2 separate regions of the Mus musculus genome follow, and region 1 is linked to region 2. Evidence: chromatin contacts called from public HiChIP or PLAC-seq data. All regions are on one chromosome and are shown on one strand. The core of a region is the stretch at or near the end of the contact, and the rest is flanking DNA. Distances in the headings are between cores, read along the strand shown.

Region 1 (4,614 bases), core at 2,086-4,585, 260 kb after region 2:
AGTCCCAAGGCGCTCAAGTCCTTCCTGCAAAATGCTGTAGGATAGCACATAGACTGTACACATCCCCCTTGAAACTTCACATCCCCTCTGGATAGCCTGCTGCACCTAATACAAAGCCAGTATAAAATTGCGTAGGGCAGTGGTTCTCACCCTTCCTCATGCTGTGACCCTTTAATACAGTTCCTCATATGGTGATGCCCAACCATGAAATTATTTTTGTTGCTAGTTCATAACTGTAATTTTGCTACTGTTATGAATTAAAAGGTAAATATGTGATATGCAGAGGGTCTTAGGTGACTCTTGTGAAAGGGTTGCTCAATCCAAAAAAGGGTCATAATCCCTGGCTTAGGAAATTGTAACAACCAAAGACCTGTATGTGTTTAATACAGAAGCAATGTATGACTCTGAATAGCTTCGAGTGGTTGGTTGTATCTGCAGATGTGGAACCTACAGAGACCAGTTGTATTTGTGGTTATGCCTACATCCTTCGCATACTCACCACAGCCCAGTCCATTTGAGGATGGAATTGATTCCCTCCTGTGCAGAATGGGAATATGGGGAGTGCTCAGCTCAGTGTTCCCCCTCCTGCAGAAGCCCATTTCCTTAGCTTTGGCTATGTAGTGTGGTATATATTAGTGACCTTAATTATTTTTGTGTATGTTTAAAAGGTGCCATAGGTTTTCTCTGTGAGCCGATTGACAGAGTCCCTGGGGCTCAAGCAGAAACATCGCTGAGAGGAACACACACAAAAAATAGTGATTTTACTTCAAGTCTATAACCAACAGAATTGAAACAGGAGCCACTCACATCATACACAAATGTTTGTAATGGAGATGTCACATTAGTGCAAAGGTGGACAAAACAAGGATCCAATCCCTAGTGAATAGATAGACAAATTGATATGATTGTATAAGTTGGATGCTATTTATTCTTTAAAAGGACTAACAGTCTGATATATGCTACAGCCCAGGAGAACCTCAAAAGCATGCTTAATCAAAGACTCCACATATAAAAGGCCATACTTTGAATATGATATTGTTAATATTGAAATTCAGAATAGAGAGATCTATAGAAACAGAACAGACTAGCTGTTACCAAGAGTTAAAGTGGGGTTGGGATTATGGACCCATTGTTGAATAGGAACAAACCTTCCTTGTAAGGGTGATAGAATGTTTGGAACTGGGACATGGGTGGCTGCATAATAATGTGAAGGAGTGAAATGATACTCAGTTGTGCTCTTGAAATAGGATAATTCTACAACAGGTGGATTTCAACATAGTCCAAAGGAAGGAGAAATGGCCAGCGACTGAAATGCAGAACCCAAGATGGAGGAGGGAATTTGCAGTTTATGGGCTTTTCTTCATCTCCCCCAAGCCTTGCCCTGCTTCTCCCATGTGATCTATTTGTGTTCTCTGTGGATACAGTGCCCTGCCTAGAAGTTGGGAAACCTCCACTGCACCCATTCCTTTGTCTAAGGCTTGGCTTCTGTAGCTCCTCCTCGTGCCTGTTGCCAGGAAACCATGGCCATAAATGCCACTTAATTGTCTATTATTTACTGAGCACCTGCTCTGCCTGGAAGTATTCTGAGAGCTAGACCACAGAGCAGAGAATAGACCTCTATCCTTGCTTTCTATAAGCTCAGATCCCAGTGGGGAGAGACAGACAGAATGAAATATAAATAAAGGGAAATATGAGGTGGGGGTTAAGTGCAGGAAATGACGGGCTGGAGTGGTGACATCTCACCCAGTTACCTTGAAAGCGTAGACAGTGAGTGGGTGGTCCAATTCCCATCCCTGAGTCTATGATTCAGTCACATTTAAAAAAAGGCCACTTCAATTGTTGAGTCATAAACAACCAAATTTTAAGGTGCAAATTTGAAACACCTTAACATGATTCATATGGCCGTATGACACATGCTAGGCAAAATGTGAAAGCCATACTTAATGCATCCTGTCTCACGAGTGACGCACACTCCTGTCAAATCTATTACCTACAATTTCTCAGTTCTGCTCCCACTTCAAAAAGGACCTCTCATCCTTATGGAACATGAACCCTGCCTCTGTCTGTGGCTTCCTGATGGACTGTCTACAGTCTGCTTTGTTCTATGCTTCATCTTCTGGTGTTCGGTCAATCTCAGGCAACATCAGCGTGCTCTTTATACTGTGAGGCTCTAAGTGGTCCCTCAAATGCTGCATTTAGAAGAAGCCCCATCTGAAGATTCACCCTGCAAGTAAGGACATGTGTATAATAGAGCTTCCAACAGACCAACCTGGGATGATATAGTGTTACAAAGCTGTGGACATCTTCTCCTGTAAGATGAGAACTGCAGGCCTTCCAGGGTGTCCAGATAGAAGCTGACACCTTGTCTTGATTCTGTCCGACAGTCTAGACTCCTAAAGTTCAGAGCACTTGTGTTTACTTCGAGCATAGACGTAGATGACTCTCACCAGTATCCTCAAATGGAGCACCTCCCTTATCCCCATATGTTCTGTTTTGAAGTATTCTACCACATAGAGGTGGTCTCCATGAGCAACGCTGGTTTTTAGCGATGCAATTCCTTTAAGGTGACAGTTTAAATATTTGCTCTTTGTCAGCCCCCTTATGAGTAAAATGTAATTACTCTATTACTTCCAGTAGCCCAGCAACCTTGCGACTTGATTTTGTTTCTGTTCACACACGAAGGCAGTAAGGCTCAATCATCTTAAATAATTTGTTTTTAGCCACACATACAGTAAATGGTGGGCCTAAAGTTTGAGCCATTGACTTAACATCTATGTATTATCGTTCCGTTTTCTAGAGAGCCACAGATGAAGGCATCGTCATTGTCCCCTGGTTCACTGGCTTGGTGAGACATTTGTGCATTCTTCAGACATACTTGAGTCTGCCTTTCTGGAAGCTTCTTCTTGGATAAGCCTCTACACATTAATTAGTGTGAAAATTGTAGCATTATCATAATAAGTCACATATAGCCCACTGTCTATTATTATCTTATCACAAAAAAATTCAGCAGTGAGTGGCTGAAGCATCAACCCAAAACACAGACAAATGTAAGAAAAACTGAAACAGGCAAGGCTGTTGTCTCAGTGTCTAGTCACAATATTTGATCAGAGGCAATGCCCATCACAGACTGTTGACAAGAGGCACCGCCAATTAAAGGAATGCAAGATCACAAGGTCTGGTGTGCCAGGGCTGAACTAGAATTGTGTTGTTGAATTTATAAATTTAAAACCCCAAATCAGGCCTTCCTCTTCCATCGGGCCACCTGTTTCCATGAGTCTGTCTGCACATGTCGAGTCTCTGGATGGCACACTTCAGTCTGCACTCTGATGTTTTGGCAGCTTCTCAGCAGTGCCTCGTGCCTGGCAAGGCTGAACAGTGTGTAACTTTGTTGCCACGAGCAGCGTGTTGCCATGAAACATCATTGCAGTGATAGAGTATTTACAACTGGAAATGTACAGGCTGCTGCTAGGGTCTGGTGCTTCCAGCAGTAATGTATGCAACCCAGAGCTCAGAAGAGGTATGTCCTGGCTGGAGTAACAAGAGTCCTTATGTATTTAACAAGGAACCACGGACCTCAGACCATTAAGCAGCCACACTTCGAAGTTCATATCAAATGATAAATTCTTGAAAGCTTTGCCTAGCCCTGTTTTAGAAGGTAATTCTGAAGAAGGCATTCATGGGCAATTTGCAAAAGTCATTCACATTGATCTGGTAGAAGAGACACATCTCTAGCTCCTAGCATTACACAGAGTTGAAACACAGTCAGTCAGTCAGTCAGACAGACAGACAGACACACACACACACACACACACACACACACACACACACAGAGAGAGAGAGAGAGAGAGAGAGAGAGAGAGAGAGAGAGAGAGAGAGAGAGAGAGAGATATGGAAGTAAAGAGACCGAGGAACACAGCTAAGGTCACAAGGAGCCTTTAACATCTGTTCATTTATTCCTTCGTCATTACTCCATTGTCTGGTCTGGACCAAGCACTGTATGGAAATAGAGAAACGAGAACGGTGTCCTCCTTTTCAAGAGTGCTTGTGTTTAATGAGAGTGAAAGGTCTGTGTGTAAGCAACTATGATTTAGTTGTGGTCATACGGGGATCATACTGTGGGATCACGGAGGGAATTTGGGTTAGCAGAAAGGTGGATAGCACAGGCTTGACTGCTTTTGAACTGGGCCTTGAAAGCTGTACAGGATTGTGTCAGGCAGAAAGCTTATTGTGGGGTTCATGAGGACAGGGAGAAAAACTGAGGCGAGGGATTAAGCTTTTGCAAAATGGCAAGCGAATAGCGTAGTTCAGAACTTAAATTTGGAAACACCACAGTGAGAAAAGCCAAAACCCCTCTACAAAATATGTAAGGACATTCTAATGAAAAGTTATTCATCCACAGTGTGTCTAGCATCAATCAAATCAATAAGAATACAGACAGTCTACGCCTCAAATCAATAAGACAACCCTAGTTCAAATAGCATAGCATATGATTCCAGTCACTTCCAATTAAGTGTCTTATAAATCCTGGTGGGACATGTCTGGCTTTTGATATTTCTGCTTAAGTAAGTGCTAAGCTGCACTGAGTAACATCTAATCAAGGGTTCACAAAAGCAT
Region 2 (4,590 bases), core at 826-3,325:
AGATTTGTTGGTGTTGTGAAGTAGCTAGATTAAAAGGTGCTTACTTTAATTTCTTCATGTTCTGTTTTCTGTAATTTTGATGTGAGGAATGAGTTAGGAATCACTGTTTTAAGAACGATCACCCAGTCATATCAACACTTACAGAATCTATTCTTACCCACTGCTGGACAATGGCGACAAGTAGTAACAATTATCTCTACAGTTTTCTCTTTTTTATTCTTCTCTCATATTTTACATCCCAACTGCAGTTTCCCCTCCTTTCCCTACCCTCAGCCTCTCCCCCTGCTGCCCCTTTCCCCCAGATATCACCTCTCAGAAAAGAGCAGGCCTTCCAGCGGACATCAACCAAACATGGCATAACAAGCTGCAGGAAGATCAGGCACACACCATCACAATCAAGGCTGGAAAAGGCGCTTTTAAAAATTACTATTGATTTGTCTGTTCTTAAGGAGTGTTTAAATTATTCCAATTTTATTCATATATTGATTTTATGTATATGAGTGTTTTGTGAATGTATGTAAGGCCCCCGAAGGCCAGAAGACATTGTCTGATCCCTTCGCTTGTGTGTGTGTGTGTGTGTGTGTGTGGTTTTCAAGACAGGGTTTCTCTGTGTAGCCCTGGCTGTCCTATAACCTGAACTCACTACTCACTCTGTAGACCAGGCTGGCCTCGAACCTGGAGATCCCACCTGTCTCTGCCTCCCAAGTGCTGGGCTTAAAGACACCTGGCTTTTTTTTTTTTTAATTCTTTTAAACTGTTTGGCAAAAAGCTTTTTGCTTATTTTTTATTGATTAATTGTGAATTTTACATCATGTGCCCCAATTATACTCATTTCCCCCTATTCCTTCTGCCTTCTGCCCTTGCATCCCCCCAAAGAAAACAAAAAATAAAAATAAAAACAACAAAAAAGGAGAAACATACCATTGGGGGGAAAAACTAAAAAAGTCCCAACCAACCAACCAACCAACCAACCAACCAACCAACCAACCAAAAAAAAAAAAAAAAAAAAAAAACCCACAAAAAACATTTTGCTGTAGTGTGTTGCAGATATGCACTGTTTTTCCTGCACGTATGTCTGTCCTATACATTTCAGTTGGTATCTCTTTACATTGGCCTTAGTCTTGACTTGAGCCTTTTGCTGTGGAATGGAGGCCCATGTCCACAGCTTGACATGGCCTTCCTTAGTGTGTATTTTTGTTGAGCTTTAGTTCGCTATACATTCTTGACACTAAACTCTCATCAGATTATACGATTTCCAAGTTTCCTTCCATTCTGTGGATTGCCCTTTTACTCTGGTGAAATTGCCTTTCTACACACAAATTTTAGACCTTTTCATGGAGTCTGATTTGTCGATTTATTTCCTTTGGTGAATAGGCCTGTTAACTGGACATACCCAAAAGATACCACTCACAACTCAAAACCTCTCTGCTTTAAGTGCTGATGAGGTAATTTTGTGTTCTCAGATTTGCTGTACAAGTTAGGTGATGTTATATTTTACCTCCAGTGAATAAAAAGTGAAATTCTAGCTGATATTTAGGGTGTCCTGTGTAACACAGATAATATCCATAGAAACCTAGGAACACAAGCAAGTCCTGGCTAGCTTTTGCCAAACAATTTGAAATTCAAATTTAGATAAGGGTGGGGTCCTCTGCAGGGCTCAAAACTATATTTATCTCCCCTGAGTGTTGTTGAGTGTTCTGAAGATCTGATTGGCTCTGGCCCACGACCTCTCAGAAAGGCTTTCCAGGTCTCCCTTGGAAGCAATCCCTAAGCCAAGGATCCAACACTCTCCTTTCTGCAGCACTGTGGTCACATGCTCCTCCTAGGGCGCTGACTCAAGCTGCCCGGTTGTCAGCCACCCCATGGCCACTGACCATAAAGATCTTTTTATTGGAGCCCCACAGAGGCAGAGCTCATCAACTGGTGCCTGTGTGGAGAACTTTAAGGACTCCTAAGCTGGGGAATATCTATAAATAGGAGTAAATTGTGTTCAAATTGCAGCTGACAAAAGCAGGCCTGCTCATTCTTCTATCAAGGCTCTGTAAAGCATGCACCATTAGTGATGGCGACTAGCAACCCTCTGTTGCCTAGCAACCCTCTGTTGCTCCTGCCTACACTTCTTGGCTGTATGTATTTGTTCACACATCCTCCTTTATCAACAACATCATCATTAGACTGCCGTCTGTTTCCCTATATGTCACAATGGCACACTGGCCATTCTGAGTTAAAGGCACATGAGAAACAGGTGTGACGACGTCACTTTAACCTTTGCTCTGGATCTTAAAAGTGTTGTTAAAACTCCCTTGTGAAAGACTTCCTCCTGATGGCAGAAGGAAGAGTGTTGTCCTCTGTGGGAGGAGGAGTGGACAGGGTGGTGTAGTAGACCTGGGTCACCTGGAACTTGGTCTGTACAGTAGACTGACTTCATCCTCACAAGGGCTGGGATTACAGGTGTGGGACACTTTGCCTGGGACAGAACACATCACTCTTGTCAGCAAGGACAGAACGTGAAGACATGTAACATGTGCAAACAGACCTCACTAACTCACCTCTGTTTCTACTTATGACACCCACTGCCCAGCCCCTCTGTCTTGTGGTGTTTATTACTTGTTCCACTCGGCACAACCGTGCTCATCTCTTGACTGTGCTGGTGAGTCTTCACATCCTCACGTGAAGGGCTTCTCATGTTAAATGTTAATGCATTTACACTGTTCTCCTGTTGTTCTGTTGTAAGGCCAATTACTTTCTAAGGCCAGATCAAAGGCCACTAGAATCTCCTCTCTAAGCTGCACACCTACCATGTTCTAAAACAGAGCATCATATAGTACTTGCTTCACGTCTTTTATTTATTCAGAAATAAGATATAACAAATGTGGGAGTGTATCCTGTCCCTCCTTCAGAAAGTATTACCATCCTGAAGAATAGAGCAATGAACTTATCACCCCCATTCATGCTGAAGAGTGTGTGTGTGTGTGTGTGTGTGTGTGTGTGTGTGTGTGAGTGTGCTGAAGAGTGTGTGTGTGTGTGCTCACATGCATGCCATGGCATGTGTCTGGATGTCAAAAGACACCTGGTGGCAGTAGGTTTTCCTGTTCTATGATTCACCACTGTGTCCCTTCAGCTATCTCTAGTGCTCCTCATCTTCCTCCCATCTTCATGTCCTCTCTTTTTTTTTTCAATTTTGTAAAATTAATATCCCCCAGCACTCAGCTCATGCTGCCCATGTACAGATAGGTATGCAGTCTTCCACTGCAGCATCAGCACCTCCTAGTGGCCTCGTCCCCAAAGAAGAGGGACTCTCTTTCCCTGTAGCTACCGATTACTTCTCTGATGGGGTGGAGTCTCTAGGTCCCTTTCTGATGCATGCTAGAATTTTTATTCATTTTTAATTAAAAATTGTATTTTATGTATGTGGGTATTTTGCTTGCATATATGCCTGGGCATCACTAGCATGCCTGGTGCCCACAGAGGCCAGAAGAGGTATTGGATCCTTTGTAACTAAAGCTACAGGTAGTTGTGAACCAGGATGTGGGTGCTGGGACTTGAAGTCAGATTCTCTGCGAGAGCAGACAATGCTCTTAACTGCTGGGCTATCTCTCTGGCATGCTCCCTTCCCCCCAGTACTGAAAGTTTGACTGGCTTGATCACGTGCAGGTCTTCTGCAACTAACGCAGCTCCATGCCACAGCCGTGCCTTGGACACAAATTGTCATTTCACAGAGCTCCTCGTCTTCTGGCCCTTACACTCTTTCTACCTCCTCTTCTGCAAGTTTCCCCGAGCCTTGGCACCTAGATGCTAATATGTGATCCATCCACAGCTGAACACTCAGCTATTTATACTTGGCCCTTGGACATATTATAGGTATGCATTAACCGTCACCCAGCTAAAAGGAGCTTCTCTGACAAACACTTTCAGTGTTTCAACACAAATCTATGGTTTAAACACCAACATTGAGAATGCGGTTTGACAGTTTGACTGTTTAAGCAGAACAATTACTATTAGGTTCCTCACAGGGCCTGTGACCTCCCCCGTCATAGGATTTTGACAAGGTTTTCAGTACCAGCTATGAAACCCTTCCAGGGGAGCAGGACTCTTATCTAATCAGAGAGCAGCTGGTTGCCCCCATGTCTGACATGGCTCTAATGCACCAGTCTTTCTTCTATACGTTAGTGTTGTAGTATGTGGGGTGACACACAGAAATTTAAATTTTTTAAAAAAAATTGTTATTATTTTTATTTATTCATTTCACATCCCACTTACTCCCCCCTCCTGGCCACTCCTCCCATAATCCCTCCCTCTTCCCTTCTCTTCTCTTCTGAGTGGGTGGGGCGCCCCTGGGAAGTCCCCCCTTCCTGTGACACATCAAGTCCCCATGAGGCTAGGCACATCCTCTCCCACTGAGTCCAGACAAGGCAGCTAGGTTAGAGGAACATACCCATAGACAGGCAACAACTTGTGGGATAGCCCCCACTCCGGTTGTTTGAGACCCAAAGGCCCCCCCACCCCCCGCTCCAGTTGTTCAGTGCCCACATTAGGACCAAGCTGCACCTCTGCTACATCTGGATGCACAGAAAATTTAAATTCAGTTTT

What was found. HiChIP or PLAC-seq counts read pairs in DNA pulled down with a chosen protein or histone mark.
Region 1: a contact with region 2 is called in an H3K27ac HiChIP or PLAC-seq map of heart atrium, with 8 times the contacts expected there. The contact joins two enhancer-like sites. A contact is called at or near these places in 2 of 15 datasets of contacts at CTCF or cohesin (embryonic stem cells and large pre-B cells), 7 of 484 Hi-C or Micro-C datasets (cerebral cortex, embryonic stem cells and muscle stem cells), 4 of 115 datasets of contacts at active chromatin or transcription factors (embryonic basal ganglia, embryonic stem cells, heart atrium and 1 more) and 1 of 9 other capture datasets (embryonic stem cells).

Annotation. Positions count from the first base shown.
Region 1 is chr4:11,886,061-11,890,674 of GRCm38.p6, forward strand. No RefSeq gene overlaps it. Among named protein-coding and RNA genes, the nearest start is that of Pdp1, 78 kb to the right of the region's middle. Within about 2 kb of position 3,336, at least 11 of the 459 cell types and tissues checked have an H3K27ac peak or open chromatin away from gene starts, as enhancers often do. A contact at or near this core is called in heart atrium, where this site is marked.
Region 2 is chr4:11,631,551-11,636,140 of GRCm38.p6, forward strand. No RefSeq gene overlaps it. Among named protein-coding and RNA genes, the nearest start is that of Gm11832, 19 kb to the left of the region's middle. Within about 2 kb of position 2,076, at least 59 of the 459 cell types and tissues checked have an H3K27ac peak or open chromatin away from gene starts, as enhancers often do. A contact at or near this core is called in heart atrium, where this site is marked.